Regions from separate parts of the Gossypium hirsutum genome. Here regions 2 and 3 are each linked to region 1. A link is a contact called in public Hi-C data. All regions are on one chromosome and are shown on one strand. Each heading gives the region's core, a stretch centred on a gene start, on an enhancer-like site or on the middle of the called end of the contact. The rest is flanking DNA. Distances are from core to core; before and after follow the strand shown.

Region 1 (4,682 bases), core at 1,180-3,679:
TTGTAAATAGGTGCAGTAATAAATTGAAATATATAAAAAATTAGATATATGAGGATACCAAAATCATTTTATCCTAAAGCTAATTTTCAAAAGCAAAAACATATAGTTCTTAAACTTTTTATTTGCCAAACCATTATTTTTTTAATTTTTAATTTTGGTGAAAGCCAAACCATTATTTTAATAACAAAAGCTAAAATGTTTTAGCCGGTTTCGCATTTATTTTGTTGTGAAGCAAGAGCTTTTTGATATGGATTCGGATTTAGTAACTGAAAAAAATAATTTATTTTTATAAAACGCTTTTAATATATTTATTACTTTTACAAATAAAAATTCAATGAATTGGACCAAACTTGACAAAATTTAGAGTGTAGACAAGTTTAACCTTAGTTAAAGATTAATCAATAACATTCAATCCTTTAATTTTGCATTTATTACATATCAATTAGATTTTCTTTTTTCAATATCAGAGTAATTCACCGCTATAGTATTAATTCTTTTTATGTCCATGTTATATGAAATGGTAATTGATGAGTTATTTTATAAGAGGATTAAATTTATATGATTAAGAAATGAGATGAATAATTATCACGCCACATTTATCAATTATAAATTTGGTTGGTGTGCATTTTTTTTGGTAAAAAAAATCCTTACAATTTTATCACCTAATGTTTAGGGTATTTTCATTTTAGTTACAAGTGCTAAATCCTTAATGATGCTAACAATACATGCCAAATCATGCCCTCATCATGTTTACACTTTCATTTTAGTCATCCAATATCTAGGTCTTTTTAATTTTGGTCACTGAAAAAATTATTTTTTAAAGTCTTGATCGGGGTAAAAAATTTAAGGATTAAATTGAAAAAACAGTAAAAGCTAACATAATGCATTAAAATTGTGCTAAATTGTATTTATTGATCTCATTGCTGAAAATTCTAATTTTTTTAATATTGAAATTTTAAATTTCAAAATATCAAAATCAGTTAAATAAATTATTAAAATTTTTTATCTATTGATAATTTTAATGGATTTGTTACTATAATATTGAAATTAATTAAATTTATTTATTTTAAAATTTAAAATTTTATTTTATGTTTACAAAGTATCTTTAAGGAAATCAACTCGAATAATTCATATTTAATAATTGTCTAGGAAACTTAATTTTATTATTATATAATTTCAAATTTTTCATGCTAAGCTAAAAGGAAAGATTGCAATTAATTAAATTAATTGCTTGTTATTCATTAAAGAAATGATGAAAATAATTATGGATTTTGTTCGGCTTGGAAGATAAAATTAATTAATTTAATTAATTGTAATGATTTTTCTTTTCTTTTAGCTTAGCATGGAAGATTCGATATTATATAATCAAAAGAAATTTGAGTTTTGTAGACAATTATTAAATATGAGTTATTTGTTTTGATTTTAATTTGAGAAAATAAAATAAAATTTAAATTTTAGAAGAAGATTAAATTAATTAATTAATTAATTTAATATTGTAGTAACACATCCTCTCACACCATCAATGGCTATGAAATTTTCATTATTCAATTGATTTTGATGTTTTAAAATTTAAATTTTCAATATGAAAAAATAAAATTTTTGATAAGGGAGTAAAGACAAATTTTAATGCATTATTTTAGTTTGTAACAGTTTTTTAATTTTAATGTTTAATATATCTTTTATTCCAATCAATACTCAAAAGAAGATATTTTTAGATAACAAAAATGAAAAGAAACTAAAAATTAGATGAAACATGATATGATGTTAGAGATTTAATACTTAAATAACTGTAATGAAAGAAATTGATGATTAATGGTATAGTTACTTAATTTGTTATTATACTTACCAACTCCACAAAACATTGAATAACGTTTTTTTCCAATTAATGGATGAAACTTACCAAATAAATGGAAAGTTTTGAGGGAAATATACAAGTTAATAATTGTTGTACAATTAAGTATGGGTGTAAAAAGGTAGAAGCAATAAAGAAGAGTGAGAGAGATCCCTAAAACATAAACAAAAATAGTCCTAGGCTTACACAGCCCTTACCCCTTGTTTCCTCTCTCCCATTTAATGTCTTTTAATTTGTTTCCCCATTCTTCTCCCTTTTGCATTTATGCTCTAATACGTTACAATTCCTCTGTACACCCTTCCAACATCATTAATTTGCGCCCTCGCAATAATTATTCATTTGACACTTTCTGATTATTAAAATCATACATTGATCACCAAAAAGGTCAGCCAAATGAATGGCCCAGATGCCTCCATCACCATGAAGATGTAATGAGGCTGAGGTGTAGGGTATAGGAAGGGCACCTCCAAACCAATAGGCTCCCCAGTCTAAGCTCCCAATCATTTTAAGCTGACTTTTGAACCCAACAATGAGACTCCTCACTTTATAAACAGCGAAACATACCCCTTATTGTACTACACCACCTAAGATTTTCCAATATCTATCTGATATGATACGTGTCTCACATCAGATGGGGTCAGGCGTTTGACTTTGACGACCACAGTCAAAAACCCTAGCTAATTTTAATATTTTTATTTTGCTTTCCTTTTTCCTCATTAAAATATTTTTATTATTCATTTACTGTATCTATTTATTACTTAAGACTTTTATATCTATCACACCATCCCCCCATCTTTTTCCTCCTTCCTTCGTTTCTTTTCATATTCTTGTGCTTGTTATTTGTCTCCTTTTGTTTCCCTTTTATTTATTTATTTATTTATTTTTATCTTTTTTATAAACTTTACCTTTTATCTCCTTAAAATCAATCGTTATCTTTCTCTTCTTTGTTCTTCTGCAACTTTCATGGCGGTTTTACCCACCGGCTCTTCACACTTGGAGTTGACGATATCTGTTCCTGGTTTCGCTTCTTCCCCTTCTTTCCCTTCTTCTGGTAAGCCGAAAATATTGTTTGCTTCTTAATACTGATAAACATAGACACACACACATATGTCAACCCTTTTAGTATCATCAGTCTTTGATCTTATGCTATACCCGGATTCCATGCATGGTTTCCAGAAAAATGTTTTTTTTCTTTTCTTTCTTATGCTTTTTAAGATGGTCGTCCCCATGGGTGATGAAAATAGATTGATTTTGCATCAAATTTGATTTATTTACCTCGTTTCTTTTTAATATTACGTTAAAGGTGATCAAGGGGGTTGTACGGTGAGAGATTTGGATATAAACCAAGTACCAGCAGAAGATGAATGGATCACAGCAAGCATGGAAGATGAAGAAGAAAGCTGCAATAATGGTGCCCCTCCTCGAAAAAAGCTTCGTCTTACAAAAGAACAGTCTCGCCTTCTTGAAGAAAGTTTCAGACTAAACCATACCCTAAACCCTGTATGTAAAATTTTCAAACTAGTACCCTACCCTTTCCAAACTTATTAATTAACACCAAACTAACATTTTCCCTCTTTTAACATAAAAAATACCTCATAAATTCATCACACCATCTCTTTCATTTAATGTCTTTTTGGATTTTTGTGTTTTCAGAAGCAGAAAGGGGCATTGGCTTTGCAGCTGAAGCTTAGGCCAAGGCAGGTTGAAGTTTGGTTCCAGAACCGTAGGGCCAGGTACCCTATACGTATACACATATGCATATACATAAATTAATATATATATTTTTTACATTTAAATGAATTCTCATTCTTTTTTTTTTCCTTTTCAATGAATCATTATTTCGTTGGTGGTGTTACTAAAGTAGCTTAGGGTAGATATATATAACAGAATAAATAAAACTTAATCAATAATTCCATCGGTATATTTTTCTCACACTAATAATATAGGTAGAAATATTTGAACAAAAGATTTTGTTTCAAAGATTTAGTTATTAGAGATATAATAATTTATGATGCTAATCAGTCTTAGGCCTGTTTCTCAAAGCTTAGATTCATTTTTATGGGGTTCTCTTGTCATTTCCCTGACAAAACGGTTGTCTTTGGACGTTGATATATCACTATCACTCTGTGATATACATTTTATTAGAGTAATTAAAAGCAAGCTATATATACAACACCACGTTGTCACCGTAAAATTCTATGAATTTATTCAGATTTTTAGGGCCTTCAAACAACTTGGAACAAGTTACAGGATAACTATTATTATTATTATTATTTATACTATATATCATTTTTTGTCGTGTATGCATGACATAATAAGCAAAACAAACATTTTGCCATTCGTTGTCTTTATGGCCTTCCTTCACTTATCTTTCACCTAAAATTTCATATGATTTTATGCTGCAAAAGGAAGTTGCAGTTTCTTATTTTCATCAATATAATTTTCTCATTGCAAAACTTAATTAGCATAAAATTTAGATGAATATAAAAATAAAGTAAGCAATAAAACCGGGTAGATAGATAGATGTAGAACTATTTCATTAAGTCCTTTTTCTTATTATTTCATAGACGCAAAAGCAATCATCCATGTATAATCACAAAACCAGGTTATAGAAACAAAAAACGACACACGACCGAAAAGCAGATCAACAGACTTATGAAGAACTAATGATGTGGTCTGATTTCATAAGCTGATAATAGAGAGCATGGGGGATTAAAAAAAAGAAGAAGAAGAAGAAATGGGTATTATCACAATGATGGCAGCAAATTAAGAAATATTGCTTGTCTGCTTCAGGCCCGAATGGTAGTCAGATCATCATCATCATCATCAT
Region 2 (4,682 bases), core at 899-3,398, 250 kb before region 1:
CTTTGACTTTATCTTAAAAACCCATAAACACGAAACGTAATCCAATTTTGAATAAATTTTAATTAATTAAATAACGAAACCCTAAACCCTAATCCCTTATTTATTTACTTTTTTCTCCAAAAACCCTAAAAATCCTAACCTGGGAAACACGGCGAAATCGCCTCCCCAGGGGCGCGCTACGTGGCAGCAAACCGCGTCCACGTCAGCGCGCTTTGCTGACGTGGACACAAACCGCGCTTACGTGGACGCGATTTGCTCCCACGTCAGTAAACCGCGCTGACGTGGACGCGATTTACTGACACGTCTCCTGACATCGCGCTGACGTGGACGCGATTTAGGGGAAAATGCCCCATTTCGATAAATTTTAAAAAAATGGCTTTTTTTAGTATTTTGCCCGTTCAGGAAGCTTTTAGAGAATTTCTCTCTCTCTCACTCTTTTCCTTTTGTTGGTTATATGAATGATTCTTTTTAATTTTTTAATTTTCTATTTTAAAGTTTAAAACAGGTACATTTAACAGATAAAGTTTTATTATTTGTTATTATAAATGAAAAAATTATTAATTTTATACTTTATAAATAGTATTAGTGTTAATGTAAAGTTTAGTCGATATAATTAAAGTTGGGTGAAACATAATTTTTAGACTTTATAAACAGTAAGTTGATTGTTCTAATTGAATATAATATAATATTTTTATGCTTATAATATAATATAATATAATATTTTTCATTTATAATATAATACTCTTATCACTATATAAAAATTTTAAGAACTAAAAAAATTAAATTAAATGTTTAAATGAATTTTTTAGAAAAAAATTGTAGGCAAAATAATTCATTATGCTTACAATTTAAAAGGTAAGAGAATTTTTATTTTTATTTTATGTTGGTCACACCTCTAGTGAGGTGTTTCAATTTTCAAATATATGGGGCCTCCAAAATTTTAACGGCAGGTTAGATTAGATGGCCAGTGAATGCAGTAGGCTCTCAAGGCTAAAATTACTATTTTAGCGTCTTTAATCTTTTCATTATTATTAATAATTTTAATTTTTAGTTTGCATATGGTTTTATTTCTTATTTAATATAACATAATTTTAATATGTATTAATATATAATATAATATAATATAATTATTTTTAATAATTATTTAAATAAATGTAACCTTAATTTTTTGGTTAATATAAATATAATACTAATTAGCATTTAATAGTACATAATTTTATTATATTATCACTTAATATTAATATATTATACCTACACTATTATAAAATATAATATATTAAGGGTGAGTATTTGGTATATTGGTAGTGTATTTTTTATCCCATAATTATTTTTAAAAAATTGACATGTTTTTTTTATTAATATTTATTTTTTATTTCTATACTCTTATAAGATATTTGTTAACCTCTTAACTTTACTTGTAGGTATACCATACCTAACATATCTCACACCAATGTTACCCAAGCAAAAGTTACTGTATCCAAATGTAACCCTAGTTGGAACTCCTGATATTCGAGCCAACTAAGCTGGCCATTGATATCCCATCAGAAAAACATTCCATCTTCTGCCTGCATTAAAAACATGCAATATATGAATGGTATTGGCATACCCCTTCCTTATGGGAGCTGAAATATGTTACTATCCTCATCACGTTTTGCTTAATTTACTTGACGTGATTAAAGTGTTAACCCTTTAATTCTCACACTTCTCATGAATTTATTCATTCCGTGGGTACATATGATCTTGACTCATTTTGTATCCAATAAAACATACCTTTAAATTTTAATTCAACCCATCATTTTTTATATATAATTTTTTTTAATATTTAAATTTTTAAATATTAACATTTATAATTTTCATATATTCCTAAATTGTAACTTTTCAAAAGAGGGATTACACATTTAAATTATCTCTCTACCACAACTTATTGCACGCAAGACTCAAAGAAGCAGGAAATTTAAAAAAAATAAAAATAAAGTAAAAGTGGGATCACTATTCACCAACAATGGCTTATTGATAAGGCTCACCCCTCTTTCTCTCTCTATTCCTCTATGTGTTAGAGTTTAGACATTCTATTCGACAAGTACTAGTTTGTTTGTTCGCGGTCTTTACACACATAAATTGATTTGATTTGACGGGCCCTCACATACATAAATTGGAGCATTGCTCAACCGAAACAAGCTAACACCTATTACCAAGTTTCTTTGTTCTTGCTTCTATTTATACTACTACTACTACCATGGAGTACTCTAATTCTAGCAACACGGAGCAGCCTCAAACCTGCCTTGAAATAACCATGGAGGTTCACAGAGTTGTCCCACCACCCCATAAGAGCACCATTCATAAGCTTAAAACCACGCTCAAAGAAACTTTCTTCCCTGATGATCCTCTGCGCCAATTCAAAGGACAACCTACCGGGAAGAAATGGATTCTTGCAGCTCAATACATCTTCCCTATTCTCCAATGGGGTCCTCATTATAGTCTCGGTCTCTTCAAATCTGATATTGTAGCCGGACTTACCATTGCTAGCTTAGCCATCCCCCAGGTTTTGCTTTTCAGTTCATCTTTTTATCTATAATCATCTATCAATGTTTTTTTTCCATTTCTTTGACCTCTCAAATTCTTTACCTCAGGGAATCAGTTATGCTAAGCTTGCTAATCTACCGCCAATTGTTGGCCTCTGTGAGTAACTCTGCCCTTTTAATGAAGCTTGTTTGCAGCTTTAAGATTACTGTTTGATTGGATTTTGATTTGGTAAAGCTTGTTTATTCCATACCGGTCTAGATTCCAGCTTTGTGCCTCCTCTTGTATATGCTGTACTTGGAAGCTCCAGGGACCTTGCAGTAGGGCCTGTTTCCATTGCTTCACTTATACTTGGATCCATGCTTAGACAAGAAGTATCCCCTGTCAGTGATCCTGTCTTGTTTCTTCAACTAGCTTTTACTACAACTTTCTTTGCTGGTCTTTTCCAAGCTTCTTTGGGATTTTTAAGGTGAAGTCGTTTTTTCCACCTTTCAATATATATAATTTTAATTAATCGTTCTGATGTTTTTTTTTTCTTCTTTTTATTATTTATAACCACGTTCTGATGATTTCTGGCAACAGGCTCGGATTTATCATTGATTTCCTCTCGAAGGCAACACTTATCGGTTTCATGGCAGGGGCTGCTATAATAGTTTCTTTACAACAACTGAAAAGCCTTCTTGGAATCACTCATTTTACTACAAAAATGGGTTTGGTACCTGTTTTGAGCTCTGTTTTCCACAACACAGAGGAGGTAAATGGTATTTTAATCTGCACTCTGCACTAATCCTTTCATGTAAATGTCACTTAAATGGTAACTGCTTCATTACTTGGTCACTTTTGCTTTCTCTCATCATTTAACAAGCTTGGTTCAAGGTTCCTTCATGGTAGAGCAACTCTTTTGTCTAATTTTATATTCGTTTCCATCAAAAATTTATGGGATTTTCTTCTTCTTTGCAGTGGTCTTGGCAAACAATACTGATGGGGTTTTGCTTCCTGGTGTTCCTGCTAGTGGCTAGACATGTTGTACGTTCTTATTACTCATCTCTTTGTCTTCAAGTCTGAAGTGGAATCTGGTCTTTTTCTCTCTCAAAAGGGCGCTACTAACCGCCTTAAAATCGAACTTGACACTCAAGATAAAATCCGCCCCCCCAACCCCCATTTATTTCAGTGTTTAATTGGATGGTTTCTATGATTCTATCATCTACAATTCACTGTTTTCTAATATCTGGCCCCCAAAAATATTCATTTCACCAATCAGAAAGGTAAAAGGTTGATGATTTGTCTCTTTTCTGGCTCTGCATGGGTAACACATGTCATGTATTGCCATGGTCTGGGTGGTCATAGTGTTTTCTAAATGATTCATTATTAATTATTTCTTTTATGTCCACATCCTGCCAATCCTGGAAGTAAATATTAAGTATTGATTTCACATGGATATACATAAAGTTTTCTGCCCTTTGCAACCTGGGGAAAATAAGGGAACATTTGAGAAACATGGTCTGGGATCCTCGCAGGCAAGCTTAAAACATTAAAACTTTAAGCTTGTTTCTGCATGTTCAACATGTATGGGCTCCACTACTTCTTTTGCCTTAGCCCTTATGGACTTGGTTCACTTTCCTTTTCTCTTTTTCCTGGTCTGGAACAAGATTTAGTAATGATGCAATCATAGCAATCCAAAGGGTCCTACATGAAAGGGTCAATACACTGTTGTGCAAGTCTTACACTTGGAATATGCATTGACTTGGGGGTGTGTGCCATGCAGAGCATGAAAAGACCAAAGCTGTTTTGGGTCTCAGCTGGTGCTCCTCTTGTTTCAGTCATCCTCTCTACGCTTCTGGTTTTTGCATTCAAAGCTCAGCACCATGGCATCAGTATAGTAAGTTTCCAGGGTCCCCCACTTAAGTAACTCTCACATTTTGCTTTCCCCTTTCATTTTGTCCTTCTTTGGCTGACTGTTAATTGGTTTGCCTACTTAATAGATTGGAAAATTGCAAGAAGGATTAAATCCTCCTTCATGGAATATGCTGCAATTTCGTGGAAGCCACCTTGGACTGTCAATAAAAACTGGCCTTGTTACTGGCATTATTTCCCTCACTGTAAGTCCCCCCCCCCAAATTAAACTGATACCCCATTAAAAACAAATAAAGCCACCAACTATA
Region 3 (4,682 bases), core at 1,526-4,025, 160 kb after region 1:
GAAAGAAAATATAAGAAAATGGGTAAAATAATAGAGGTCTACATGACAAGTTAGGATACTAATTTTTATTTTCTAACGGGACTAATAGTTGGGGTAAAATGGATAACGGTTTAATAGTTTAAGTACCAGTTTTGACAAAAAAAAAGTTTAAGTATCAATTTAAGAAAACTAGTATAGTTTAAATACCATTTTGTTGTTTAGGCCTTTTCAAAAATACAAATTAACTATTTCAACCGTCCTTCCATTAATTTCTGATCATTGATTATCATTATTAATCCTAAAACGTAAAATCATAATAATTTCTTTTGTCCTTCAACATTATATAAAAAGTAATTTTAATCCTTTAATTAAATTTTTTTTAACCCTTCAACTTGCATTATTTATTAAATCATTTCAAAATAGATGGAAAATTTAATATCTGTTAACTTTGTTGACATGGCATCCACGAGACAGTCCACATTTATGCCTCTTAGAAATTAATTAATTTTTAAAATTAAATATATATACTTTTTATACTTTTTTTTAACAATTTTTAATTTTTTTAAAAATTATATAATTTTTTTTAATTTTTTAAATTTTAAAAAATTAATTAAGCACCCATATGACATGTCACATTAACAAAATTAATAAGCATTAATTTTTTCATTCATTTTGAAGTGATTTGACAAATAACACAATTTTAAAGGTTAAAAAAGATAAAAAATAAAATAAAGAACTAAAATGATTATTTTTGATAAAGTTAAAAGGCCAAATAAATCATTATATGTAAATGACTAGTAGAATGCACATACACATACACATACACATACACATACACATACACATGAGAGTAATTAATTGATTTATTATAAAATAATATAATTAAAATAGGGATATTTTATTAGTATTTGGCGGTTAAAATATTCTTTTCTCATATTTTTTTTATATATCTAGAATTTAGTTTTTTTACTTTTTGAATTTAAAAATTCAAGTTCAATTGATAATATTGTTATTTTTTTTGTTAAATTCAAATTCATTACAATGATATATTTTTCATTATATAGTTACCAGTTGAGTTTTTGTTTTTTTTCAAAAGGTTATATTTGTGAATTTACACAAAAATTTTAATGATTTTAATAAAGATAGAAATTTAAATTCTTAGAAATAAAAGTAGAGATACTTATTTCAAATATACAAAGAGTAAGTATATTTAAAACATATTTTAAACCATACTTTTAATCAATGATGTGTTTCCTAATACTAAGTCAAAGACAAACAGCAACCCAAGTCCTACGATTCACTCTTCTTTCCTTTCACTTCTATTTTTATACCTAAACAAATATGCTACCAAATAATTTCACAAAATAAAAGTGTGAGATTAGAGTTCAATTCATAGGTTTGTTCATGGTATTATAATGTGTGTTAGTAGGTAAGTTTAAACTTATATTGTATAAACAAATGAATTTAAAAATATATTTGAATTTTTTATTTTTAAATTAAAAGATTTTACTATCTAAAGTGAGATATATAATTTAATATTGATTTTTTGGTAATACAGTTAACTTAGGAGGGCTTGCTTTTCAGCAATTTATTCTAGGGTTTTTTCAAAGATTCCATCTAACAAGAATTTTATTTTATTTATTTTTACCAATTCCTCATAGATTGTGAAAGAATATTAGAGATAATTTTCCTAGTAAAAAACTTTAGATTATTAAATTTATTAGGCTTTAATGTCCAGGGGAATTGTTTTATATTTTGAAAATTTAATATTATAATATCAATATTGATGGTTCGAGCTATGATGTCTCTACGTACCTCTATTATTATTCACAAGTCTCGTATTAACATTTATTTCGAGTTTTGCAGTCACTTATCTTTATTGATCGAAGTATTTCTCCGTCAACTGTACATGGCTTTCTGTAGAGGCTAGAGATAAAATCTCGATATAAGGACAATACTTTCAATTGTTGAGGTCGAAGTCGACTTCCCAGAAGATGAAACTTCTCCTAAAAGGATCGATTCCTTGTCAACAATAATTTAAGATATTTATGGTATTTTAATTTTTTTTCTGTTTTTAAAGAATATAATATGTTAAATTAGTGGGATTTAAGTAAGGAAGAATACTAAATTTAAAATATATTTCAAAGGTTGATTATACATTTTTAATATATGATGGATAAAAAAATCATATATAAAAATATTTTAATTAATGATTTATATATTAAATTAAAAAAGTAATAAAATGGTGGAATGTTAATAAAAATAAATTATATTGATTAATTAGTGCAGTTTTAGATTAAAAAGAAAATGAGGGCCGTCCACGTCATGGAAAAAGCCAATGGCACATTAGAAGAGCCACCTGTACATTATTATTATTACTATTATTATTATTATTATTATTATTATTAACCAAATTCTGTAGTTAAGTTAACCAGAAGAGGCGGTGAATTGTTAACCCAAGTTTCATAGTTGAGTGTCCTATCATCCTCTGCTTATCTCCCTACTCCTGTATTATTTTCACTCTTTACCTTCTTCCCTTCCCTTATATAATTCCCTCTCTCTAAATTAAAAGTTGCATATCTTTTAAATTATACGCTGGCTTCTCATTTTCTCTCTTTCCTCACTTCCTTACTTTGATTACCCTTTTTATATATCACAAAAATTTTGCAGTCTTTCTTTCAGACGCAAGCAGCAGGCACCTGTCCTAGAAACAGAGATCTTCTCAAGTTAGTTAAATAACGGTTTTTGCTATCCCCATTTTGCCCTTTCATTCTTCTTCTTCTCCTTCATCGGAAGATGATTAGTTGGAACGATCTTTACACCGTTTTAACGGCGGTGATCCCACTGTACGTTGCTATGATCTTGGCTTACGGCTCCGTCCGTTGGTGGAAAATATTCACCCCCGACCAGTGCTCGGGTATCAACCGCTTTGTCGCCATATTTGCCGTTCCTCTCTTGTCTTTCCACTTCATTTCCACCAATGACCCTTATGCCATGAACTTCAGGTTCGTAGCAGCCGACACCCTTCAAAAGCTCATCATGCTCTTCGTTCTTGGATTGTGGACTAATTTAACAAGGAACGGAAGCCTAGAATGGATGATCACCATTTTCTCTTTATCTACTCTCCCCAACACTCTAGTCATGGGCATTCCTCTTTTAATCGCTATGTACGGTCCCTACTCCGGGATGCTCATGGTCCAAGTCGTGGTTCTCCAGTGTATCATTTGGTACACCCTTCTTCTTTTCCTTTTTGAGTACCGCGGTGCCAAAATCCTCATCATGGAGCAGTTTCCCGAAACTGCAGCTTCCATTGTTTCTTTCAAAGTTGATTCCGATGTGGTTTCACTTGACGGCCGCGACTTCCTCGAAACCGACGCTGAAATCGGGGAAGACGGCAAGCTACACGTTAAGGTCAGGAAATCTAATGCTTCCAGGAGGTCTTTGGGGCCTTGTTCCCTTCCTGCATTGACTCCCAGGCCTTCCAACCTCACCGGAGCTGAAATCTACAGTTTGAGCTCTTCAAGGAACCCCACGCCAAGAGGTTCCAATTTCAACAACTCCGACTTTTACTCCATGATGGGTGTTCAAGGATTTCCTGCAAGACACTCCAATTTCGGTCCAGCTGATTTATACTCTGTTCAATCCTCTAGAGGACCTACTCCAAGGCCATCCAATTTTGAAGAAAACAATACAGTAATGTCTCCACGATTTGGATTTTATCCAGCACAGACTGTTCCTTCATCCTACCCTGCTCCAAACCCTGAATTCTCATCCGTCACGAAGAACGCTAAAGCTACCCAACAACAACAGCAGCAGCCAGTTCAACCACAGCAGCAGCCTAAGGAGAAGGAGAATAATAAAGAGAATCATGATGCCAAGGAATTGCACATGTTTGTGTGGAGTTCAAGTGCCTCGCCGGTTTCAGAAGGCGGAGGTCTCCATGTCTTTGGTGGTACAGATTTCGGAGCGTCCGAGCAATCTGGACGGTCTGAGCAGGGTGCTAAAGAGATAAGGATGTTGGTCGCAGATCACCCTCAAAACGGGGAAAACAAAGGTACAATAAATTTATTAGTAAACTAGATTATTCTGCTCGGTTAGGAGTTACTGGAATTTTTTAATAATAGATTGTAGCTTGTGAAGGCATGACAGGCAGTGGTGACGTTAATGGAGAGGACTTTAGCTTTGCTGGAAGAGATGGGGAAGAGGAGAGAGAAAAGGAAGGACCCAATGGTCTCAATAAGTTGGGGTCTAGTTCAACGGCCGAGTTGCACCCTAAAGCCGCCGGAGGGCCTGAGTCTGGCGTAGGCAAACAAATGCCGCCGGCGAGTGTAATGACCCGCTTAATCTTGATCATGGTCTGGCGCAAGCTTATACGAAACCCCAACACATATTCCAGTCTCATCGGGCTGGTTTGGTCCCTAATTGCTTTCAGGTCAGCTCATTATTTGATTTTAAGGTTCAAACATTATTCAACAAGTCTTTTTTTTTTTTTACTTTTTAATTGGGTTGTTTCATATGTAATGAATTTACTGGTTTGGGGGGACTTTAATTAATGCAGGTGGCATGTGAGTATGCCGAAAATAATAGAGAAGTCTATCTCCATCCTGTCAGATGCTGGACTAGGAATGGCCATGTTTAGCTTAGGTGAGCATTTCTGTTATTTGCTTTATCTTCAACTAATAATATTTGGAAAAGAAAGAGAA

The links. A called contact is a pair of places that touch in the nucleus more often than the background predicts.
Region 2: a contact with region 1 is called in a Hi-C map of leaf, with 4 times the contacts expected there. The contact joins the promoter of LOC107921989 here to the promoter of LOC107921257 in region 1. A contact is called at or near these places in 4 of 34 Hi-C or Micro-C datasets (leaf and seedling).
Region 3: a contact with region 1 is called in a Hi-C map of seedling, with 2.4 times the contacts expected there. The contact joins the promoter of LOC107922128 here to the promoter of LOC107921257 in region 1. A contact is called at or near these places in 3 of 34 Hi-C or Micro-C datasets (leaf and seedling).

The regions. Positions count from the first base shown.
Region 1 is chrD01:47,759,501-47,764,182 of Gossypium_hirsutum_v2.1, forward strand. It overlaps LOC107921257 (homeobox-leucine zipper protein HOX3), which reads left to right and starts at 2,430. Exons shown (of 4, transcript XM_016851134.2): 1 at 2,430-2,903; 2 at 3,156-3,352; 3 at 3,506-3,585. The coding sequence starts at 2,816.
Region 2 is chrD01:47,507,737-47,512,418 of Gossypium_hirsutum_v2.1, forward strand. LOC107921989 (probable sulfate transporter 3.3) reads left to right here and starts at 2,149. Exons shown (of 13, transcript XM_016851795.2): 1 at 2,149-2,542; 2 at 2,631-2,679; 3 at 2,782-2,989; 4 at 3,103-3,274; 5 at 3,481-3,546; 6 at 4,286-4,399; 7 at 4,503-4,619. The coding sequence starts at 2,237.
Region 3 is chrD01:47,921,976-47,926,657 of Gossypium_hirsutum_v2.1, forward strand. LOC107922128 (auxin efflux carrier component 4-like) reads left to right here and starts at 2,776. Exons shown (of 6, transcript NM_001327195.1): 1 at 2,776-4,033; 2 at 4,120-4,411; 3 at 4,538-4,623. The coding sequence starts at 2,776.